Regions from separate parts of the Mus musculus genome. Here region 1 is linked to region 2. Evidence: chromatin contacts called from public Hi-C data. All regions are on one chromosome and are shown on one strand. Each heading gives the region's core, a stretch centred on a gene start, on an enhancer-like site or on the middle of the called end of the contact. The rest is flanking DNA. Distances are from core to core; before and after follow the strand shown. Region 1 has its middle 20 kb from the start of Washc3. Region 2 has its middle 33 kb from the start of Gm51779.

Region 1 (4,501 bases), core at 557-3,056, 120 kb before region 2:
GCTGATTAGGGGCATCAGGTTCCTTAGGGAAAGTCCAGTCTTCTCTTATCAAGCTATCCAATTTCTTCTCCCTTTGCTCACAACCACTTGACAAACTACAGCAGCAGGGGAAAGCAACCGCTGCCGCAGGCCCTCTCAGGTCTCTCAATTTTATACCCTCTCAAAAGTTCCCAGAATTCCAAATGTAAACTATCTGCAGCTGGCAAAAATCACGTCTGTCTTAGTTAGGGTTTTACTGCTGTGAACAGACACCATGACCAAGGCAAGTCTTATAAAAAACAACATTTAATTGGGGCTGGCTTACAGGTTCAGAGGTTCAGTCCATTATCATCAAGGTGGGAGCATGGCACAGGAGGAGCTGAGAGTTCTATGTCTTCATCCTAGTGGAAGACTGACTTCCAGGCAACTAGGGTGAGGATCTTATACCCACACCCACAGTGACACACCCATTCCAACCAGGTCATACCTATTCCAACAAGGCCACACCTTCAAATGGTGCCACTCCCTGGTCCAAAGATATACAAACCACAACGTCCCTTGTAATGCACCAGGCAAATCATAGTCACCTTCTGTGAAACAGCCACTTATCCCACACCAGAGATCCAAACTAAACATACTCACATACCATAACTGGATTTTTAATGAACCAAAATTCTCACTATACTGTTGTCCTTTGCTGTGTAACAAATGTGTGTACATAGCACCCAGATATTTTTAATCATCTTGTATCAACTTAACAGCTGTATATTCCAGCCTCTACACCTTGAATGTATATATACTTTTCCTAATTGTCGTAGATAAAAACACTTGAGAGGCCAGAGAGTAATCAAATATTTGAAAATTGTCATCTTTAAGTTTATGAAGTGATGTAAACTCAAAGTTAGTTGTACTTAGGGATTGAGTTTGGGGACATGAGTATGCTGAAGTTGGGGTCCAGGATGGACTGCTTGCCGAGAACAAATCCAGAACGTACCATTTGTCTGTTGAAATTATTTACTGTAGCTGCCATCTGTTTATTTAAGGTAACCATCTTGGAAAGAGATAACTTATAGATGTTTAAATACAGTTTTGCCAAGAAAAGGGACAGGAAGTATTAACCCAAAAGGGAAGAAAATGCTGTTTCCAGTGGTAAATTATAATATTACTTTATAATAAAACATTTTCAAGAATTGAGAGGGATTTCTTTACCTTCAGTTGAAAGAACAGAGTTTGCTGTTTCCCTTAATTACATACAGGTTACAGGACACTGCCCAACTTCTCACCTATTACACTCTATTGTATTCTGTGATGTTGTATCCTGGAATTCTTTCCTTACTAAGCCTGTTCTTTGAACTATGTTTCCGTTAGACTAAAGCACAAACCTTAACCTAGGAGGAGTGCTATTAGCTCAAGGGCAGCCTATGTCAGACCTTGTCCATTAGTGAGTTAGTGAATAAGAGACAGGCAGACAGACGGACAGACAGACAAAAACTGGAGAAGATGCCCATGGGAACCTGTTGTTAATCATCACTCTGGTTCTTGGTAAATAACTTGGATTCTGATATTGTTTCCTGGGTTTAGCTTCCCCGTGTGTTTTTATAAACGTCTCGGAGGGTTTTCCTTCTGTTGAAGTGTCCCTCAGGATGGCCTCACATACAGACATCATGGAAAGAAAAAAAGCTGTGCTGGCATGTCAAACCTTGCATTGTTTGACACTGTTGAACAAAGTCAGGATCTCACAAATCCGCAGGATGTCGGAACTAATCCTGGTCTTTCCAGATGATGGAGTCATTAGTCTCCTTTTTATGATCTGGCTGTTGGGAAATTTCAGTGCTTCTCATGCCAAAACACAGAACCACACACTCGTGTTTGTTTCTTACTTTAATTGTGACTACATACTGACACTGACCTAGATACGTTCCTGTAGCTGTTTTAAGTCTCATGTCAGTAGAAAAAAAAAATGAAATTTTTTTTGTATGTGTGACTTGGTTATTGTTGTTGCTTCTAATTTGTCCAGAGTCAGACAATCCCAGAAATGCAGGAGAGTTTAAGAAAAAAACAAAACAAACAAACAAAAAAAAAAAAACCACACACACACACACACACACACACACACACTATTATGCCCCAAAAGGAAAGAAATGTCTATTCCAGACTGTTTCCAAAATTTTCTATAGTTTAGACATTAACTCGGTTTGACTCAACTAGTAGCATCTTTACTCTTAGCAGAAGTATGTTTGCAAGGTGGAAATGGCGTTTCTATTGCTTGGTTTCCCTTGGTTCAGTTGAGTCCTTAGAACTAGTGTTCTGCTCCAGTGTGTCTTCACTGCCTGTGTGCTCAGTAACCGGACAGCGGTGAGCAGTTTCTTTAATAGTACACTTTGCTGATTGAAAAACATCTACATCTTTAAATGTAACTGCACATTTAAAGAAAGATAACCCTGGGCTGGAGAGATGGCTCAGGGGTTAAGAATACTGACTGCTTTCCCAAAGGTCCTGAGTTCAAATCCCAGCAACCACTTGGTGGCTCACAACCATCCATAATGAGATCTGACAGCCTCTTCTGGTGTGTCGGAAGACAGTTACAGTGTACTTAGATATAATAAATAAATCTTTAAAAAAAAAAAAAAAGAAAGGAAGGAAGGAAGAGAAAGAGAGAGAGAAAGAAGAAAGAAAGAAAGAAAGAAAGAAAGAAAGAAAGAAAGAAAGAAAGAAAGAAAGAAAGAAAGAAAGAAAGAAAGAAAGAAAAAACAATTACCCTAAGCCACAGGTCTGGTTTTGTTACTTTACAGTGGTTATTTTTCTTAATTTTCATCATGTACACCTTCCCTATTCTCCCTCCAAATCCTCTCATGTGCCCACTCCCCCCACCCCACCCCTGCTCTCTTTCAAATTTACGGACTCCTTTTTTACTCTTAAATACCTAAGTGCAACCTGCTCAGTCTCTGAAATGTTACCTGTAGGTCTATTGTCAGAGCTGACCTTCTAGTATTAGATAACCAATTAGTGTGCTCTTCCCTGGGGAAGACTATTTCTCCTACTCTTAAGCAAGCATTCAGTGGTTGCTGGTAGTTCTTTATGTAGGGTTGAGGCCTCCTGACCTTGACCCACTTTGACGTGCCTCTTGCCCTTGTTTAGGCAAGTTCATGTTCAAGCAGTCATGTTGCTTGAGACATTATTGGTGTAGCTTCTGACATTACCAGAGACACGAGCCTCACAGAAAACTCTCTGGGAATCCTCTGGTTCTTAAAATCTTTCCACCTGCTCCTCTGTGATGTTCCCCTGAACCATGAGAGTCGCATTGTAAATGTATACGTTGGAACTAGACTCCACAACTATACATTTTGGTTGGTTGTGAATTTTTTGTACTATTTTCCTCCTACTATTTTTTTTGTACTAAATTTCCCTGATGAGGGATGAGAAAGACACTTATCTGTAGGCAGAACAAATATTTTAAAACATAGGGATTATTATAAAAGTTTAGTAAACTTTTATTTTTGAGTTTTCCTCCAAAGTCCATGACTCCAGTAGCCCTGGATAATTTGCCTAGGTTTCTAGTAGTCATCACTATCTCCCTCTTGTTAAGCAGGTCTTAAGTCCATTAGAGATCTGTTGGTTACCACCAAGATATGTATGCCACTACTGTACCCTATGCCAGTTACCATACCCATTCTAGCCATGGTAGTTCATAGGCATTATAACTAGGTAAGACTGTTGGTTGCTTCTCTCCCTCCTAGCCCTGTCAGATCCTCTGGGCGGGTGTCCAAAGTCCATGTTGTTTTTAGCAATAGAGACTTACCTTCTACTTCTGGTAGGCAATGAAGGCAATACTGTATAAGGGCAAAAGCCTATAATGTTTTCATAATCTCTAGACAACTCTGACCAACAACTCAAAGGAGGGGGCTCCTCATGCTTAGGATTTGTTAAAGACCCAGACTTCTTCAATTATCATGACTTTACAAAGAACATTTATAACCTAAGCACAGTAATGCAATAGAATCATTAGGCTATCATTTTGATGATCTCATTTTTATAAGAGAAAAGAATCATGTTTTATGATGTATTTACATGAGTGGTTTCTGTTGCATGCTTGGACATGGCCTTCATGGGAAAGCAGAGAATTAAACTACTTCATGACCTTTTCAGCTGGTCTGTAACTCCCCTGGGAACACGGTTGCCCCTCTGAGTAGGAACTGGTGACATTTCTGTCTCTGGATCAACTTACTTCCATGTTTGCCGTAATTTTTGACAGAAGATCCTGGAACTGCAACACTTATAAAAGCGTATAAACTCCATGTGAACAATGAGTAGAGAGCAAAGTAAGGCCACCAGGTTTCTTAGCCTTTACAATCTGAATAACTCAGTAGATGTATTGTTTATGAAACAAGCATGTCTGCCATCTGCATTTAGGATGCTTTATTGAGTCTCCCTTTCTGTAATAAAAGACAAAAGCTGCTGACTGCTCTCTTATGATAGTGCTTAGCTACAAAACTTTGATCTTTCTTATAAACACAGCTGCCAT
Region 2 (4,603 bases), core at 127-2,626:
TTAGGCTTACAGGCACATACCACCATGCCTGGAGAGTTAGGTATTATTACTTTTATTTCATGGAGGAGAAAATTGATACTCAGGGAAGTCAAGCCAAGGATTACACAGTTGCTAGGAGACATTGTTGATATTTAAACACAGATCTTTGGCTTCCAAGTCCCCTACATTTGCCACAAGCTTTCATTTGTTCTTCCATGCAAACCACTGCACCATTGGCTGTATCTCCTTACGTCCTGTCATCCGTGTGCGCATTTGTTCTAAAGGACTAGATTTTTCTATTAGGAAAGAGACATAGAAAATGTGCAAGTCTCTACGTAAGAAATGGTGTTTTCTCATTCCTGGCAAAGCCCTGGCAGGATGAGGCCCTTCGTGTGTTTACATAAAATGTTAGTCCTAGAAAATGCTTTAGAAAGCAGACCCAGCTGAGGCTTGGCTGGAGTGTGAGAGGGGAAGAGGAGCCTTTCTCCATCTTGATTGCTGTCTGTCTAGGTCCCCAGGCTTGATTGGGACTGGTATCCAGGCTAAGCCTGAAAGGGGCTCAAACAAGCCTAGCATCTGGGGTGGGGCCCAGCTTGAAGACAGCGCATGTGTTTTGAATTGGCAATTCTTTTAACAGAAGCAATTTGGAACCCAGTCAGGGAAGCTGCTGCTGGGACTGTTACAGCCATTTTCCGTGTCCCCTGAGGGCAGTGCCTCTGAAGGGACTGCAGTTAGATCCTAGGGAGAACTTGACATTCACAAGTGACTTTGAGAACTTTGCTATTAGTGAAGGCTCTGAAGAAAGACGAGGGCATCGCGCACAAGTGTGTGCTGTGTTACCTGCGGTTGGAACCAGAAAGTGAAAATAGGACCCCTTGATATAATAATAGTTCCCAGCAATGACTCCATCATTTGACAACCTAGTCCAAATCTGAGCTTACGGGTTCAGTAACTGGGGCCAAGTTTCTACTCCACTGTGGTTCTCGGTTTCCTCACCCAGAGCGGAGCGACTGAGGTTGAAGTAAAATATACCCCACTTTATGGAAGGTGTTCGGCGGATACTCATTTCATCTTTTTCTTATGAAGCTTTTCCTAGTCTGTGACTCTATGATTCAGCACTTCCTGGAATTCTAAGGCACCAGTAACTTTCCAAGAGTGTAAACTGTCTCCTCTGTCACGTCCAAGTTCTTCCCAGCATCCCTGCGAGAGGAGCGGGGTAGTGACTGGTCAGAGATCCTCAACTGAGCTCGGTGTTCCGCGTCGGCTTCCTCTTCTGCTCCCATTCGGACAAAGATGAAATTGTCCAAACAAGTTGTTTCACAGGGTAGTGGAGCCCTGGTGGGTGTGATGTGATGCTTCACACCCCTCGCTGCTGGTGAAGATTAACATCTGGAATCTCTGGAACACCCAGGACTAGGTCGATTGTAGTACTGGGAGGTTGCACCCTGTTTAAGAACAGGAGTCAGAACCTCGAGCACTGGAAGGGCTGGTACTGAGCAGCCTCACTTGAGAGCCTTGGTCACTTTCTATATACAAAGAAATGATGCTGTTAACTGAATGTTGAAAATCCTCTAAACTCAAAAGTTCTCTGAACCAGCCATGTACAGACTATCTCTGTGGGAACATAGCCTCTGCCTCTGCCTGTGGGCTACCGTCCAATTCCCATTTATACTTTCTTCTGAGGGCAAGCTTTTAAAAGGCTTTTGTGAAGGAGTCTTCCTAAATGGAACCCTTACATTCAGGGAGTATTGGTTGGGAAGACAGGACATACACAGAAAGAAACCAATAGCCTGCTAAGTATTTCCGAAGGACTTGAATGTTAACTCAGTGGTAGAGACTTTGCCTGTATACACAAGACCCTGAGTTAAGTCCCTAGCACCCAAAAGGGGGAAAGTCACTCCATGAGTTAATTGTGTTTAAGTTGGGCTGCCTTCATTAATATGTGCCACATGACAAAGATGATAAAAAGATATGTATGTCCATTTTGCACCAAAGCCCCTTATAGCCTGCCAGATCATTAAAAGCAGCAAAGTTATAGAACATTAAGGGTTTTTTTTAATTTAAACAAATGTATATTCTAAAGACATCTGTCTCTCCCCTGTATGGATAGCAATATGTAGCCCAGGCTAGACTTGAATTCCCCATCTTCCTGCCTTAGCCTTCTGACTGCCAGGTTTAGAGTCGTGCATACCACACCCTGCGCCCTCCTTTTTAATTTATAATAAAAGAATTTATAAAGAAAAAAATAAGGCCTTCCATGGTCAACCACAGCTGGCTCAAAGTGAGCACAAGCCACTGATATGTAGATGAAAAGTCTTGCTTTATGGGATTCCACCCCCCACCTGATCTCTGAGGATAAGGGCAAAAGATTTCTTTTCTGAATTCTGTCCCTTTCTTCCACCACCACCACCACCACCACCACCCATCCAGAAGAAACAGAAATCCAAAAGGGATAGGAGCAAGTTCTCAGTAGCTTTCCATTCAGTTGAGAAAGGATCTGCTCAAGTGCCCCTGGTTGCCACAGCTCCAGCCTGGCCCTTCCTTGCCAAGTCTGGAGTGTGGCAGTCATTATGACAGTCCACTAGCGCCCCCTGTGGTCCATTTCAGGAAACTAGCCATGACCTGTAAATTTGCCGAACCTTTAAACCTTTCTAACAAATCTCAGGATTTCATAATCATAGTTGCAGCTTTGATCCCTGAGGAACAACTGGAAGCCACGTCCCGTGGTTATCTCCTGAGCATACAGGATACTGGAAAGTGCCTCTTCAAAAGCACCCAGCCACATAAAAAAGACAAAGTGTGGAATTAGTTATGAGCATTATTATGTAAGGCAAAGGGGTTGGGAAATGCTGGGTTAAGTAGGATTCAATAAATATTAAATATGAAGGTTCTTTTCTGCTCTTCTTCAGAGCGTCTGACGTGTAGTTTATATCTCTCAAGGGGAAATGATATTTCTCCCATTGCCAGAAGGAAGTGTAAAGAAATTGTCACTCCGGTTTGTAAATGAAGTCCCAGGAAGGTGACAGAGTTCCCTTGGAGGTGGGGGTCATCACTAACACACACACACACACACACACACACACACACACACAGAGGGGGTGAGGAAAAAAGAGGGAGAAGGAGAGGAAGGAGAGGAGGGAGAGAGGGAGAAGAGTGTTCATGCTGCTATAGAACATGGTTGTTTGTAGAACAGAAAATGGCGTTACTTTCAACCAGCTGTGTTGGGGAATCAAGTAGACCCTTTTCATGTTCAGTTTGGTCCACCTCTTCAGGGAGAATTGTTCCCAGTTCTCTGTTCTGAAAACCAAAAAACCTCTTTTGTTGTATGCAATTCTCTGTTCAATAAATACTTATTAAACATCAACTGGATACACAAGCAAAATAACACATGGTCCAAGAAGAGCAAAGATTGGATGGATGAGATCTCTGCTCTGTGCTGGCTGTGTTCGTGGACAAGCTGTTTATCCCCCTTAAGAGGCCAATGGGACTGATGATAGCAGCTCCTTTGATAAAATATGTTGAGGATTTAATCCCACAGTGCTCAAACTGTGGGTCTCAACCCTCTCTTTTTTTATTAGATATTTTCTTCATTTACATTTCAAATGCTATCCTGAAAGTCCCCTGTACCCTCCCCCAGCCCTGTTACCCTACCCACCCACTATTGCTTCCTGGTCCTGGCGTTCCCCTGTACTGGGGCATATGATCTTCGAAAGACCAAGGGCCTCTCCTCCCATTGATGGCCGACTAGGCCATCCTCTGCTACATATGCAACTAGAGACACAGTTCTGGTGGGTACTGGTTACTTCATATTGTTGACCCAAAGATTTATTTATTGTATATGTATGAGTACACTGTAGTTGTCTTCAGACATATCAAATCCCATTACACAGGGTTGTGAGCCACCATGTGGTTGTTGGGAATTGAACTCAGGACCTCTGGGAGAGTAGTTGGGGCTCTTAACCACTGACCCATCTCTCCAGTCCTCAACCCTTTCATCTCAGCTATCCTGCATATCACATATTTGCATTATGCTTCGTAACAGTAGCAAAATTACAGTTACAAAGTAGCAATGAGGATAATTTTATGGTTGAGGGTCACCACAGCATGAGGAACTGTATTAAAGGATCACAGCATTGGGAAGGTGAGAGCCCCTACTTTAATAAGGTAATACCCACAGAATGGCTAGCACAAGGCTAGCATATAAAGGAAACTCAGTAACTATTTATTTACTTCAGTTATTGTTGTTGTTGTTGTTGTTGAGATAATTCAGGCATGGCGCCTGCCCTCAAGGACTTGATAGTCCCTTGAGAGACAGATGACAAGGACATTTGACATAGCAATATGAAGGAATGGGTCAGAGAGAGCAATGCCACTTGCCCACACCAGCCTGCTCTTAGTGACTAGCTCAAGTGCCATTTAAATTTCATTCTTGTGGCTGCAGAGATGGCTCAGTGATTAGGAGCACTGGCTGCTCAATTCCCAGCAACCACATGGTGGCTCACAACCACCTGTAATAGGATCTGATGCCCTCTACTGGCACATACATGTACATGCAGATAGAGTGCTTATATACATAAAATAAATTAATCGAATAAATATTAAAAAGTAAACTGCATTCTTTTCT

The links. A called contact is a pair of places that touch in the nucleus more often than the background predicts.
Region 1: a contact with region 2 is called in a Hi-C map of uterus, with 6 times the contacts expected there. The contact joins two enhancer-like sites. A contact is called at or near these places in 2 of 39 promoter capture datasets (both in embryonic stem cells), 13 of 484 Hi-C or Micro-C datasets (2-cell embryo, embryonic stem cells, frontal cortex and 3 more), 1 of 115 datasets of contacts at active chromatin or transcription factors (embryonic stem cells) and 3 of 9 other capture datasets (adipose tissue, liver and pancreatic islet).

What each region holds. Positions count from the first base shown.
Region 1 is chr10:88,178,630-88,183,130 of GRCm38.p6, forward strand. No RefSeq gene overlaps it. Among named protein-coding and RNA genes, the nearest start is that of Washc3, 20 kb to the right of the region's middle. Within about 2 kb of position 1,807, at least 1 of the 459 cell types and tissues checked has an H3K27ac peak or open chromatin away from gene starts, as enhancers often do. A contact at or near this core is called in uterus, where this site is marked.
Region 2 is chr10:88,301,950-88,306,552 of GRCm38.p6, forward strand. It overlaps a transcript of Washc3 not described here. Among named protein-coding and RNA genes, the nearest start is that of Gm51779, 33 kb to the right of the region's middle. Within about 2 kb of position 1,377, at least 39 of the 459 cell types and tissues checked have an H3K27ac peak or open chromatin away from gene starts, as enhancers often do. A contact at or near this core is called in uterus, where this site is marked.